Regions from separate parts of the Hordeum vulgare genome. Here region 2 is linked to region 1. The links are chromatin contacts, called in public Hi-C maps. All regions are on one chromosome and are shown on one strand. The core of a region is the stretch at or near the end of the contact, and the rest is flanking DNA. Distances in the headings are between cores, read along the strand shown. Region 1 holds the start of LOC123439717 (transcription factor bHLH150-like). Region 2 holds the start of LOC123443348.

Region 1 (7,626 bases), core at 3,185-5,684:
CCAGTGTTACACTGTATCGCCTCTTTGAAATTGTAAAGATGAAAAAAGAGAGAGAGGAGCGAATGATTGAAATGAACAATCATCTCATTCATTGAAGATTAGAGATATATATACCTAGTACAAAGGCGGTAAGTACAAGCAGTTATAAGGAGATGGTTTAATAAAATGCTTTCTAATTCAAAATATGTTAATGCATTTACAAATCTCTCCCTAATAATAAAGCAAATACGGTTTCTGGTCGTCCGTCATGGAAAATTACCCCTAAAGTTTGCATAAATTATCCACCATGCCACTGGTAAGTAATAGAAAACGTTTCACAAAGCGAACAATCTTGCACTGGACCGGCCCACGTAAGAACCTCCTATATTACGCTCTGCATGCTGGGAGATTATCCAGCACACCGTATGGGCCGGCCCATGCACATGCGCCTGCTTTTAGTTCCGTTTATTTATTTATTTTCAGTTCCTTTTTATTTTTTTATTTTAAATAATTTAGAACTTCAAATAATATTTAAATTTTTAATAAACTGAAAATTATAAATCAACATATTTAAAAAACTAAAATATTTGTTACTTCAAAAACTGCTCGGAGTTTTGTAAAAAATGCTCGCATATACAATAAAATGTTTGCAGTTTTAGAAAAATGTTTGTACAATAAGAAAAGTCCTTGATTTCAAATACAATACCATGTATTAAAAATTATTAAAGGCATTTAACAAAATGCTTTCTAATTCAAAATATGTTAATGCATTTACAAAATGTCCTAAAATTTTAAAAATAGCTAATGCCTGTTTTGATAGTTTCTTTTTTTGATTTAAAATTTGCCATTCCATTTTATTATATTTCTAATTTATATAATTTAGAATTACAAAAACTTTTGCATATTAAAAAATAGGATTTTTGAATTAAAATGCTGACAAAAACATAAAGTGTTTGTGGATTCAAAAAAAGTGCCGGTTTTTTATATTTTTTTCGCAAATTCCAAAACAATGTCCATGAATTTACTAACTATATTACTGATTTATCAAAATGTTTGTTTACTCAGAAAAACTTCATGCGTTTCAAAAAATGTTTGTGAATTTAAAATGAATCCTCCAATATAAAAAATTATGTTTGTCTTTTCTTGAATTGGTCGCCAATTCAAAAGAAAATAGTTAAATCCGTTCGAAATATAAAAAATATTCAAGATTTTTAGTAAATGTTTTTAAATTGTAAAAAATGTTCTCGATTTTAAAATTGTTCCCATATTTGTAAAAAAAATCATGAAAGATCTAATGTATGTAGTTAAACATTAATGCTTCTAAGCCTTTGTGACAATATATCTGTGTAAATTTTCAAGAATTAACTGTTGGATGGATCGAATTATTATTGTATGTTTGCTAAAAAACATTATTGAAATTCAGATAAATCTTTGAGTTACCAAGATTTTTGACTACCATGATATATATTTTTTGGAAATGTAAAGATTGATTCAACTTGTGAATAAATTTAGAAGAAGAAACATTTTCTTGCATTTGTGCACAAAATTTTAAAATCAAACGATGATATGTGAACATAATGTGGTTACCATCATTGAAGATTATGTTTTTTTTCTTTCGTGACAACGCACGGGCCATTTTGCTAGTACCTATTTATACGATGCTACCGGTGCATCCAACACCCACTGATGCTTTTAAAAAAATTAAAAAATATATGACATGGGTAACACCAACTTCTAACATGTCACAAAAATTTGGAGCAAATTTCATAACGAAAGTTGAGAAGAAAAAACTGACAAAATAATCTGGCCTTTAAGGTTGGCCCATTATCACTATTGACAGCAATTTAGTCATTTTTTCTGGTGGCATGTTTCAAATTTTGATTTGAATTTTTATGATATACATATTTCTTTAGCTGTGACATCATATTTTCATGTCGTGACTATGTGCTAATTTATTTTCAGATTTTGTTAAATATCTTTACATTGTATTTTGTCGTCGAGTGCACCGGTAGCACCATGAAGATGGGTGGATACTTTCCCTTGCCTCTCCACCTGCAATCTGTAAATGTAACATCCAGTTCTTCTGAGGCAGCACGGGAGTCATTCCTCGCGGTGATTGTTTCTATTTTTTGTGGAGATGTCTTGAGGAGGATTTTAAGATTCGACACACGAAAGGAAAAGGCCATAAGAAACAAATTGGAAAGGCCGTGTTTATATGACTGAAATATCTGTTGCAAACAAGTGATAAGCGACTCACTGAGTTTCAGCTTAGGCAAAGTTTCTGAATTTCCTAAAACATTTCTGTGAAACGGCCAGCCAAAATTTTCATCCTCCACATGTCAAAAACACTCATCAGCCTCCACTGAAAGAAGGAAAACCGAGAGGATGACGACGACTCAGATGGCTGTCCCCGTCGAGCCCTCTGCAGGGGAACATTTTCACGTGCATAAATGCAGGTCAGAAAATTTCCCGCAGAAGGCCAGTGCTGCAGCACTACTGCGCAGCAGTAACACATTTGCGGCAGCAAATAATACTCGCCCATCCGGATCAGAGAAACCGGCGTCAGGCCGGGGACTGCGCCCACAGCAGAAAGAACCAACCAGCGGAATCTTTCTGCTCACGCCTTGTCTGATCTTTGTTAGCTTCATCGGTTTAAGCTCGCACTACGGTTGACGACATCGATCTCTATCCCTGATTTCGATCGAATTCGGATTTCTGTTAAGTGTGAGCTCAAGTAGGACGGGGTTTGCCGTATGGAGAGCGAGAATTCGTCTCGCAAGAGATGGTTGGAATCCTATGGAAGGCTGCTCGAGGAAGCCATGAACCCAAACGGCTAGCACTGCACTTATAGAGTACAAGAAACAAAACTCCCAACTCACCGTGACACAGCCAGACCAAATCATAATCCAATCCAATCCAATCCAATCCGCAGGAGACAGGCACAGGAATCCCCCGTCTTGTTTCACAAGGAGGAAGAACATTTCAAGAACACAAGACAAGAAGAGAGCAGCATTACTTATACAAGTCGTAGCATCAAGAATTTACAAATCAGCAGCAGCAGCAATCATCATCATCGGAATCACAATATCCTCCTGGAATCGCAGAACCCCCTCTCGCGGTAACAATCCATCCGTCCATCCAGCAATTAATCGCCCTTATTTTCCCGAGCCCAACGCCATCATGTCATCATCAATCTCCTCCCCCTCGGAGGCGAGGCGAGGCGATGAGTCAGACCCTCACCTCTCCATCTCGGCCTCGTCCTCGCCGGTGGCGGACGGCGGGGGAGGCGAGGATAGCTGCGCCGCAGCGAGCGCGTCGGCGAGCGCGCGCATGGCCTTGACCTGCATCTCCAGCGCGGCCACGTAGTCGGCCGTCTCCTCGAGCAGGTCGGGGGCCTGCAGCTTCCGGCAGCCCGGGACGAGCCGGCCCAGCACGCGGAGCCGGTCCTTCACCTTCTTCTCCTTGAGCACCGGTGGCTCGCCGGCGGCCGCGGCCTTGGACGCAGCGGCCGCGGCGCGCGCCTGCGGGCGGCGGTGGCGTCGGATCTTCCCGCCGGCCTTGACGAGCACGCGGCGGCGGCAGGACGCGGCGCCGGCCAGCAGGATGGCGCGGCTCCAGCGCGACTGTCCGCGCGCCGTGAGCGCCAGCGCGGAATCGGCGGCCGCCTTGACGGCGCGCGGCTGCGTGTGGTGCGCGGAGGACGCGGCGCCGGACCGCGTGGCCCGCAGCGCGTCCAGCAGGCGCCGGCCGTAGATCCTCTCCTGCGTGCCGCTGCGCCACTTGGTCTGCGGCGGTCCGGCGGCCCCCGGCGCGGCCCCGCCCGGTTTCCCCCGCCGCTTGGCCCCGCCCATCCGGACACCCGCCGCGGCCGACGACGACGAGGAAGACGACGACCCGCCTATAGAGATCATGGCCGCGCACCTGGATGGAGAAATCAATCGGCGGGTGGCGTGCGGAGGTGACTCAGCGGAGAGAGGTGGGTGGGAGAAAGGAGAAGATGGTGGTGGTGGTGGTGGTGGAGATGGTGGGAGTATGAAGAAGAAAGAGAAGGTGGAGGAGAGGAGAGGAGAGGAGAGATTAGCTTTCCGTCGCGGGGGTGGGCGTACTTATTTGCTGGTGCGGTGGTGGTGGTGGTGGTGATTAGCGACTGGATTAGACATTGGAGTAGTCCTAGTGCGGGTGTTGCCTGCTCGCTCCTTCCTTCCTTCGTCGCCGCGCCTTTGTTTGGTGTGGAATTTGGCGCTGTAGCGTGGCCTCCGCGCTGCTCGCTCGCTCGCTCGCTACGGTCGCTATTGATGAGTGCGCGCTTTCTTATTTTCACTTTTTTGCCGTGCTAGTATTAGTGTTTCCCAACGTTGTGGTTCATATTAAGCCCTTTTGATTTTACCTGAAAAAGGGCCTTTTTATCCGAAAGATGCGCCCTTTTTGATTTCGTGGTGTATATATTATTATTTTTTACCATAAACTTGGTCAAAGTTTATAGTTTTGACTTTAAGTAAATTCAGCGTGCCAAATAAACAAAAACAAAGGAGTATCGATCTTCGACCACTTTGTTAAAACCACGTGTCATCTCCATGCTAGCTATCAGCACTCAAGTCAGAGTCGTTGTTGAAGTCGGAATCACTAGTTGATTCATAATAATAGTGATGTCGTGAGTGTTGGGTTTTCTTGTTGCGAAAAATACTCGATCATTTAGTAATACGCAACCTTAGAGAAAATACAGCCAAATCCATGGAGCACCAAACCATGATTATAAGCACTCAAGCACGTCGAAGATGCTGTCGTCATGCCCCTTCCTTATGGGAGCGGGTCGAACCTTATTATAATAGACCATCGGAAAGTCCTCGTGCTAAGAGGACAAATAACCAACACACCGGCATATATCAATCATCGCCGACGATGAAAAGTGTAGATCAAAAGGGTCATTCCTGCAAAGACATCAACGAAATAAGGGTCAAACAAATCCAAATGGATCCGTCAGAGACGCGCCTCATCGTCTTCCGTCGGAGAGGGGACGGGACGGGGACGACATTACACTAAATCTGAGACACATTTGTTCTCTTGTCGTCCAGCCAAAAACACTGAAACTACCTAAAGCACTGATGCACTCCCTCAAGGGAGGGAGTCCGTTGTACCTCCAAGGCCCAAGGGCCATCTTAGGTGGGGTGGACGAACAGTGGTGCTGGCAGGGATGAAACCCTAAAATTTGTTGAGTCATTATGGAGAAAGAGAACAATTCATTACGTGGGTGTGTACATAACCTATGAGTGTTGAGTTACTTGTGTGCATGTTAATTTTTGTTCACACGTTTCTATCTAATGTATTTGTCTATTTTATCAACTTAATTTGAATGAGGTGAAATTTGCCTCCAAGTTTACGAAATATGCCTAGTTGATTGAGGATCTTTAAGTCACATTAAACCAAGCTTAGTCACAAAATTGACCTCGTGGTTCTTTGTTCTGCTTATTTTTATTCCTCATTTTGCATTTGAGATCCATAGGTTTTCAGTTAGGTTTGAAGATATGAACTAGACCCTTAAAAGGATGGTGAAAGAACGTGGATGTCGCGTAGAGGTGGGGGGATAAGCGCTTTAAAATAATTATAGTTTCGGTTTCAACAAATGCAGAAAAAAAACTAACTTTAATTGGTCAAGCACAAAACCTAAAACAACTAGGCTCACCTAAGTGCACCAACAACTTATGCTAAGCAAGATAAACAACTAAATGATAGCAAGATATATGATGTGAAACAATATGGCTATTATAAAGTAAAGTGCATAAGTAAAGGGCTCGGGTAAGAGATAACCGAGGCACGTGGAGACGATGATGTATCCCGAAGTTCACACCCTTGCAGATGCTAATCTCCGTTTGGAGTGGTGTGGAGGCACAGTGCTCCCCAAGAAGCCACTAGGACTGACGTAATCTCCTCACGCCCTCGCACAATACAAGATGTCGTGATTCCACTAAGGGATCCTTGAGAGTGGTCACCGAACCCATACAAATAAGGTCGGGGCAATCTCCACAACTTATCTAGAGGCTCCCAACACCACCACCACGAAGCTTCACCACAATGGATTGTCGCTCCGAGGTGACCTCAAATGCTCGGGGCAGTCTCCACAACCTAATTGGAGACCCCGACGCTTGCCGAGAGCTTTACACCATAATTATTGAGCTCCGAGGCACCACCAACCGTCTAGGGCGCCAAAGCACCCAAGAGGCACAAGCTCTAGGGTGCCCAAACACCCAAGAGTAATAAGCTTCTCAAACTTCACTTCCACGTATCACCGTGGAGAACTCAAATCTATGCACCAAATGCAATGCAAGGGCACACGGAGTGCCCAAGTCCTTCTCTCCCAAATGCCACCACAACAACTAATGTTATGGAAGAAAATGAGAGGAAGAACGAAGAAGAACACGGAGAACTCCACGATCTAGATCCAAGGGGTTCCCCTCACAAATAGGAGAAAGTGATTTGTGGAATGTGGATCTAGATCGCCTCTCATTTTCCCTCAAGAACTAGCAAGAATCATTGTAGGGGTTGAGAGTTAGCAAGCTCAAAGAAGGTCAACAATGGGGGGAAAATATGAGTTCAAGTGTTGTGGACCAATGGGGAAGAAGACCCCCTTTTATAGGTCCCCACGAATCTACCCGTTATGTGCAGAATAACACAGAGGTGGTACAACCGCTATAAGTACCGGTACAACCGCCAGGACCAAGCATGGGTGGTGGCTAAGTACCGAGTGGTACAACCGCTCTGAACATTGGTACAGTCGTTCAAAATGAGTTGACCACAACAACCTGGTCACTACCACCCAAGTATCGCACCAAAACAAAGACTAGTCTGGTGGTGGGGCAGTACTAGGCCGGTACAACCGCGTGAAGCCGCCTCATAGGGTTTACCAGATTTTGGCGGTACAACCGCCAGGAGGCAGCAATACAACAGTTGGGCAACAACCTAAGAGCAGCAACCCCAGGGTATCACCCCTCAGATGGTAATTGCACCAGACTTACCGGCCAAGCGGTACAACCGCTTGCAAGAAAACAGGTAAGACGAGAACTGCCATAACTGCTGCAAATGAGTTCCAAATTGAGCAAACTCAAGCTTGTTGGATTCAGGATGACAATAGCTAGCCAACATTGATTAATGATATGGATAATGCTAATGATATAGAGATGTGAAACCTCTATGAATGAAGAACCGACAAAAACACCAACATCAAAAACATCATAGACGATGCACATGGACTCCATTTTCGATGAACTCGAGCTTGTCATGAAGATGACCATAAGCTCTACAACTCAAAAATAGAAACACCAAACAAGAACCAAGAAAGATGATGCAAGGATGCAAATGGTTTGAGCTCTCGACGAACGATACGATCAAGCTAGTCTCTTGAGAGCCCCCCTTGATAGTACGTCAATCTATGCTATAACCCAGTCTCCCAACTAACACTATGAGACTCGTAGAATAGAAAAGCTATCAAGGGCAAAACTTTGCCTTGCGCATAGTCTACTTGATCTAGATGATGACGATGTTGTGCTCCTCAAGATGGACCAACTTTCTTGATTGCCTTGCCTCCATGAAGACTAGTCGATTTGTCCCCCATACTCCACTATGGGTGAGCCACTCTACCACACATCTTGACAA
Region 2 (7,626 bases), core at 3,099-5,598, 340 kb after region 1:
TCCAGCTGTGCGCACCGCGCCGCCTGCCAACCCCCACGCGCGGGCCACGCCCACCAGTTTGGGCTGCCCCTCCCGGGCCTTAGGCCGCTACTGCGGCATCATAACCGCCGCCAAACCGAAGCTGATCGCATCTGCTCTTCCCCATAATCTTGTCGAGACGCCCGCTGCAGCACGTATCGCCGCCGCCTTCTGATCTCGTCGAGACTGGCCTTACCGCACGCTATACACCGCTGCCACGATCCGATTACTTCTCGAAAAACTATAACTGTGTGTACTTGATCGCTGCCTTCTGGTTGCAACTCATCAGCGACGACTCACCGAGTAACTCCGCTCCAACAACCGCAATAGCTTTACACACATCTGTTCCTCCTCTAGATCAACACAATCTGTTGCCTCTGAACAACCTAGCTTTAATACCACTTGTTAGAATAATTTGAGACAATCCGTCGATCTACCAGGACCAAGCAATCACACGAGCACGACACCGAGATTTGTTAACGAGGTTCATCGATATGGCTACATCCCCGGGGCCTGACTACGGGCGCTCCTCCCCGTGACACTGTCACAATATCGCACCCCGGCCGTCCGGGCACCGGCACACGCCGCCGACTCCCCCGGGTACCTGTGCTATTATGTTGGCATAGGTTACATCGTGTGTCTAGCCCCGCTATATATGAGAGGCCTAGGATACAAGTTTCCTATTAGGACACGACCCCATATCCTGTCTAAACACAATACTACTCAGAGTCCAACTGTAACCTACCGTATACACAATATTCGACACAACTCTAACATATATAAAAAAAATGCATGCTACGCACATTCAGAAGCCTGAACACTGAATGTGGTGCAACGCAACTCAGCAAGTCCGAACGGTAAGTACTACCTCCGTCACAGTTTAGAAGGCATGCACATGTATCTAGATCGTCAATTTGACTTATATAAATATATATTGTTCAACATAAAAATTATATCATTAGAAAATAGAACATCAAAATTTTCTAGTGATATATTTTGTGTTATATATGTCTCTTATTAAGTTGGTTAAATTGACGACCTAGATACATGTGTCGGACTTGTAAACTGAGACGGAGGAAGTACTTCATAAACTGATCACTGGATGTTCGAAAACAGAGATATCCATTCACAAATTGGACAATGGTCCAGTCTATAGTACTAGTAACATTTGGGCACATAGCAAGGTGGCTATTCGATGAATTACAAACCCGCAGTCCTTTGAAATTACAACGTCTCTTTTCTTCTTATCTATGGACGCAACGCAACAGACACAAGCATACATCCCTTCCCGGCGGTCCACAGACAACGAAAGCAAGCTGCTTCTTCAGACGACGAGGCCCCTTCCTTCGCGACCAGAACAGGAGGTTCCACGCTCTTGATCAGTTGATATTCATGTCCTCCGACCCAGCGCCATCTCCATCTGCGTTTTCGTGCATCTAATTCGTTTAGAGAGGCCATTCGGCGTATCTAAGGATTCATGCAAAACCATCAATAACATACCCTCGTTTTCTGATGAGCTGTAGATGGAGCTCCTTGAACGTTGTTGCTGTTGTCGCGTGGGCTGAAATAAGAGCAGTGTACAGGAATGAGTTTATGCCACACATTTATTTTGCAGGAGTTCAGAGCTCAGAAGAACTGAACTTTTTCAGGCAAAATCAAAGCTGAACTTGACAAAAACACAAGTTTGGCTGCTCCCAGTTTATGATAACTAGTACCTGCAACTTTGGCCTGAGTGCCTCGAGCGGTCCTTTGGGTTTTGCAACACCTTGCTGTCCAGACTGCAAAGCAAAATATCCCAAAAACAGTTCGTTGGGACTCAAGCACTGAACAAACGAAAATCAAACTGAAGCTACAGAAGGATAATTTAATACCTTTCCGAGAGCCCAATCAGCAGAATCAAAATAGGCCCGCTCATGGTCCTACAATTACAAAGAGCAATTTAAACTCTGAGAACTGGTGTTGTTTATGCAGATACCTGATATGGACTGTTCACTTTTGGGATGAGATATTCGAATTCAAATACCTTTGAGATGAGCGGTGGCTTTTTAGGAATTAGTCCTCCAAACTTCTTTTTGATTACTTGTTCCTGCGCATAGCAGATTGCGCTTGATGTTAACCACAAGTACTTGATCATGCCAGCTATAGAGACCAACCTTCTTTGTTGCTCAATTAACCAGACAACAAGACTGACATTTAAATGACCATATAATTTTCAGACGTAGTCCCGAAAATAACCTGTTGCTGAGCCGAGGGCATGGCATTATCTCCACTTTGGTCCATAGGTTCAGAATTTCCAACGTTATCATGCCCAGCAGCATTGGCGTCCTTCATCCCCGACATGGTGCTGAAAACAAAACATACAGATGTTAGTATTTATCACATTATAAAGCACTAAAGTGAAAAGTTGTTTTTAAGGCATGCCATGTTTGAGCAATAGAGTTTGAGATAAACGGAAATCAGAACCAACTATTGTCCAGTGTTGTTCACTATTTGCAGTTTGACTTTAGAACAAAACGGCAACATTTTTAATAACTAGTGTATTTTGAATGGGTTATACTATTCTTTTGGGTTTAAAGATATAATCAAGGAACCTTAGCTAGTTTTCTACTGCTAGCTTCTGGGTTAGTTCTTAGCCTTTAACATTGTAGTGGATGTGTGCTAAGTGTACCTAAATATTAATTGCTCTACTATTTTCAGCTGATGAGTACCCCATATACCCATATAGTGAGCAATTTATTTTGGCACATCTGAACAATTCACTTGAAATCGAAGAATGTGCTTCAGTTACAGAAATCAACACATTACTTTTCTCTTGTTAGTTGTATTACTACACTTCCTATCTGGCATTCAAAAAAGAAAATATGCTTCACATCCTCATGGTGTCAGGTATGCTAAAATGAATATACTAAAAATCATGGCCTGTGGATGAGCCCATCCAGAAATAATAACTGGGAAGTAAGGAAGAAATTATCTCTTGGTCGATAGAACAAATAAACATGAATACGAGACTGGATATATGGAACTTAAACAGATCAAACTGTTTTTTATCAATAAATTCACTAGCATTGTTCATATATGCTTTGAAATGAAGGTCAGATGCAACCCATTGGCCAGCACATCGACTCATTCGACAGCCCATTGGATCGACAAAAAATCAAGTACATGGAAACTCAATGTTAGCCTGTCATGACAAGCAGAAACCTTGAGTATCTGTTTTACCATTAACTTGCCAGAGGATCCACACTGGTTGTTCTTTTTTAGCCCATTAATTAGGTTTAATCGTTTGTGTACACAATTGGCAAAAACAAGCTAATGCCTCAGGGGCCCTTCTAAATGGTAACACCTCCTCCCGTGGTTCTAGATACAGAAATGAAGCAGAAGCTTGATACCCGGGCATCCATAGTGGTCCACAGAACAAGTCTACCTACATATACCCGGGCATCCTCATCCAGAGCCCTATAAGTATAACAAGGCGAAATCGGAATACTGATTAGTGGCTACTACTGGTGTGGTTTCTTTGCTTGGTGTACAAATCTGAAAACTAGTAGTATGTCCCTGAATGCCAGGTAAATTGACAGTATCCTAGTACTAGATGGACTTCCAGCAGATTCCTGCAATCTGTTTGACCGTATGGCAACACGAAATGCTCTCATAAAGCACGACAGTCCTCGGTGACAGAGAATCTAACTGAATCTTCTGATCCCTTGTTCGGATCCCCTGTTCGTTCTCTGCTGACACACGCCATGATGGTCTCTGCCACTTCGCTTGCTTGTTAGCTCAGCTGACTGCACCAGCTGGTTGTTGAATTATATCCATCTTAAACATACTCCAGCTATGCCCGGTTCCGAGCATGAAGCATGTGCGGATCTCTCGCTTCCTTTGACGATCAGTGGCAGTGGCCGGGTAATTCTCTTCCTAATTTTCTCCAGCACATCCCGGATCGAGAAACAAAGCGGCCCAAGAACGCTGGCTAGTCAAAACTAGAGTACCCGATAACGCACTCGTCACAAGTTGAGACGAGGCAACGCCGAGAGACCAGCCGGATCTAGCTGACGGCGGGATCTACCAATCTACGGAGACAGCAACCCAGTCCCGACGGCAGCCGGCAAGCTAAGTAAGTAAGCAAGTTGCTCGGACTATGAGCAGGAGAGGAGTTGGAGATCGCTTACAGTCACGGTTACGGAGACGCCGGCGGCGAGGGAGGCGTCGGCTCGGAGGTGGAGAAATGGGGAACCGAGGGACGACGAGCGGCAGCGACTGCTTATCAATGAGTGGAGGGATGTTTGTTGGCCGCTGCTGCTGCTGCGATCGGATCGGTCTCGAATTCTGAGATGCACGCAAGAAATAGACTACACGTAGCTCCGGTGTGGGACCCGGTCGACCTGGATTTCGGCCGTTGCCATCGTAGAGTGCCGGGCCGGCCGTGCAAGTTGCTACTACTCGGCCGGTCACCGGAGAAAACGACATTTTTCCTTCCTGTGGATTTTAGGGCAGGAGATGCAAGATTTTTGGCACCGCGGACGCTGATGTAAAAACTGCTTCATAATTTTTTGGCCTTCTTATATTTTTCTTCATCTATATCTATACTAGTTGAATGACCGTGCGTTGCCACGAAACTATAAACTTAGACATGAGTAATTGCTAAAAAGAAATAAAATATGATTTCATAAATATATGTTTTGAGAACAGGTTGTAGGTGCCGTACATTTATTTCTTGCAATCTGTTCAAAAAAATCAAATATATTTCCCTTCCATGTATTTCTAGGAAGTCAATTTACTGCATGCTACAATGTTAGAAAGTAGGTAGTAGTTGGTTAAGGAGTAAAATGAAGAACCGACAAAATTTGATGATACACATGCTCATTGTTTCCTTGTCGGCCGAGTGTTGCTCCTATGGTTATTTAACATTCAATCTTGTTTTCAACATATTGAATGATTAGAGTGAATTGCAAAAGCTAGTTCGTCAATGTCCGAATTAAGGAGGGACTATAATTCATACTTCGGCTGGTGTAATAGCACTACATAGCATGTTTTTCAATCATATCTAGACACGATATAATGTTTGCTATCTTTTGACAAATCATCAATATGTCTGCACTTGGTGGCATTGGTATTCATACCTATAAGAGAAACTGATTCTTACCATTTCATTATCCCATCCTGAAAGAAAATCATGTGGTAAACAACTGAAGAAAACGAAACAATAATAGCACATATCACTTCAAAATACTTAAACTATATTTGTTCCTGATTCATAAGGGCATCTAGAAAAATAAAAAAGTACACTTTTATATGACAAGAGTCAAATAAAATAAGCCCGTTTTACACACTCCAATCATAGACCTTGCACTCCGTTCATTTTTGTATAGGCCACTATCAATTTTCAGTTACTCTGAGTAGTGCTAGTTCCAAACTGATCAAAGAAGCAAATAAAAGAAGAACTCATTTATGAAACAAACAAATGGAATATGATATAAACTTCATTATGGAATTATTGTGCTTCACTCCAAGGATGTTGAGAATTATACAAAATATGGTTCTGGCTTATATATATTAGCAAGGCCATAAAAGATCCATTACTTGAGAGTACCACAGAAGTCCAAAACAATTGTTCCCGATGGGCTCTTCATGTGGTGAATTAATTTGTTTCCACCTGCACTATGCAATAAAACAAAATTACATTAAAAAAATTAATGGCCCAATAGTTTTATTAGTATCATCCTAAAACTATTTTTGGCACTATGATGTTTGTTACTAAAGGCAAGTTAAGAAGATGTTATGTTGTAATAATCTATGCAAGCAGGTCACCTATAGAGTTAAATGTCGTTAACAGAAATTCATGGGCCTAGTTTCCTTTGTTGTAAAGATATAGGGTGTCGAAGGTGAATTCGTCGAAGGCTTCATAGATAAGAACATAGTGATGCAGAACAAAGAGAAGGAGAAAATAGTTGACCCACTTCGTTTTGTTTTCTCCTTCGATTGTTTTCTCCTTCCAGGAATATCTCAAAGGCTATTCCTCGGAGGCGATGTGTAATGGCTTTACCAAAAAATGATGGATAATATCTGAACTTTTCTAGTTTTTATATTGTTGCATGATGTGATAAAGAATTTCAGGTATCAGGAACTTTAGCACACCCTGCACACACTGAAAGGATGAAACAAGAGTAAAATTTTATTTCTAGATGCAGGTGAATACATTTCACAACCACAAAAAATCATATAGGGCTTAAAATCAACTATGACCACAACCAGGCAAACGAAAAACAAGCAATATTTTTGTCCTTACCTTCATACCTCAGCAGCAAAATTTCTATTCCATTGCCAAACACAACCTACATAATAAATCAGTACATTACTTCTACAGTTTGTGAGATGTTATCAAGCTTAGTGACACGACAAAAGCATCACAATGCACCATTCCTTCAGCTAGTGACCTCTTGGAGTTAATTATAGATGATTTCCAAAACAAGAAGTGAGATGTTGTATTTGGGCCTCACCTAAACACACTCCTGCTTATTCTCTTGCCTAAACTATATATAGTCAATAACCTACAATTGAAAATGGTTTCAAGAAAGATGAACATAATAAAATGCCTGGCAGCATATAATCAGTAATCTTCTAGGTGTGTGTGCCAGATTTCTTTTATGAAACCAGAACAAAGTTATTTATGTGAATCTCTAGTTAGAAACCAACTGAAATAAATAAAATGTCTAATGTGAAAACTCATAAAACTGAAGGACTAAAAAATAGCAGGATTGAGCACCACATACCAAGTGTTAGCTCTCGAAAAGACTAGTCTTATCACTTTAAGGTCGATCCATCATGAAGGAAAGCATGAACAAATGGTCAAATTATGTAAAGAAAAACAATCAATATTCAGAGGACTGTTAACTACACCTCAAGGAGCATTTTGAAGCAGGGAAATTATATATCATGATTAACATTATCCTTGCCAAGTCAAGATTTTTTCCTTTTACAAGCTTGATCTCCCATATGAAGTATCTTATATATACAACATAGCAAGGTACCCTATATGAAATAACAACTGGGACAATAAACAGAATTACTACTCAAGGTGAACGACCAAAAACTAATTGAAATATGCAATTTCAGAATCCACTCCATTCACTAAAAATGGAAAAGCAAAAGATGGACTGTATCAATAAATAATATACTAATGGTCAGGTTAGATCATAGCTTAGAACTACTTAAATTAGCACAACAAATCTTGATAAAATAGTGAAACCACCAGCTTGCTAGTTCTCTCTTTTTGTTGCCTATAGATTTCACATATTGTGAGAGTTCACCAAAGATTGCCTGTCCAAGTAATATAGAAATCCTAACTCCGCTTACCCAGGTGATACATATTAACATATAGCCCCTAGGTTTTATCACCGTTAGTTGAAGAGGTCCGTTACATGTGTTCGGGTGTTGCTAGCTAGTCGATCTTCTCCAGCAAGCACTCACGGCCACCAGGCTGCTCTTGGGAATGTAATCGAAGACGAGCAACTTCTCCCCCTTGGGGCCGAGGTAGTAGGCTCTAAGCAAGAGGGGTTGGGATGCCTGCAGACCTTACCGAGCACCACCGCCGCAGCCCCGAACTCCATC

What was found. Hi-C and Micro-C count contacts between places; a contact is called where the count stands out from the background.
Region 2: a Hi-C map of leaf shows a contact between it and region 1, with 4 times the contacts expected there. The contact joins the promoter of LOC123443348 here to the promoter of LOC123439717 in region 1. A contact is called at or near these places in 4 of 6 Hi-C or Micro-C datasets (leaf, seedling and an unstated tissue) and 1 of 1 datasets of contacts at active chromatin or transcription factors (embryo).

Annotation. Positions count from the first base shown.
Region 1 is chr3H:155,685,396-155,693,021 of MorexV3_pseudomolecules_assembly, forward strand. LOC123439717 (transcription factor bHLH150-like) reads right to left here and starts at 4,435. Exons shown (of 1, transcript XM_045116404.1): 1 at 2,876-4,435. The coding sequence starts at 3,890. The coding sequence ends at 3,216.
Region 2 is chr3H:156,020,902-156,028,527 of MorexV3_pseudomolecules_assembly, forward strand. LOC123443348 reads right to left here and starts at 4,349. Exons shown (of 7, transcript XM_045119687.1): 1 at 4,188-4,349; 2 at 2,254-2,362; 3 at 2,042-2,104; 4 at 1,890-1,937; 5 at 1,734-1,796; 6 at 1,519-1,579; 7 at 1,124-1,438. The coding sequence starts at 2,358. The coding sequence ends at 1,398.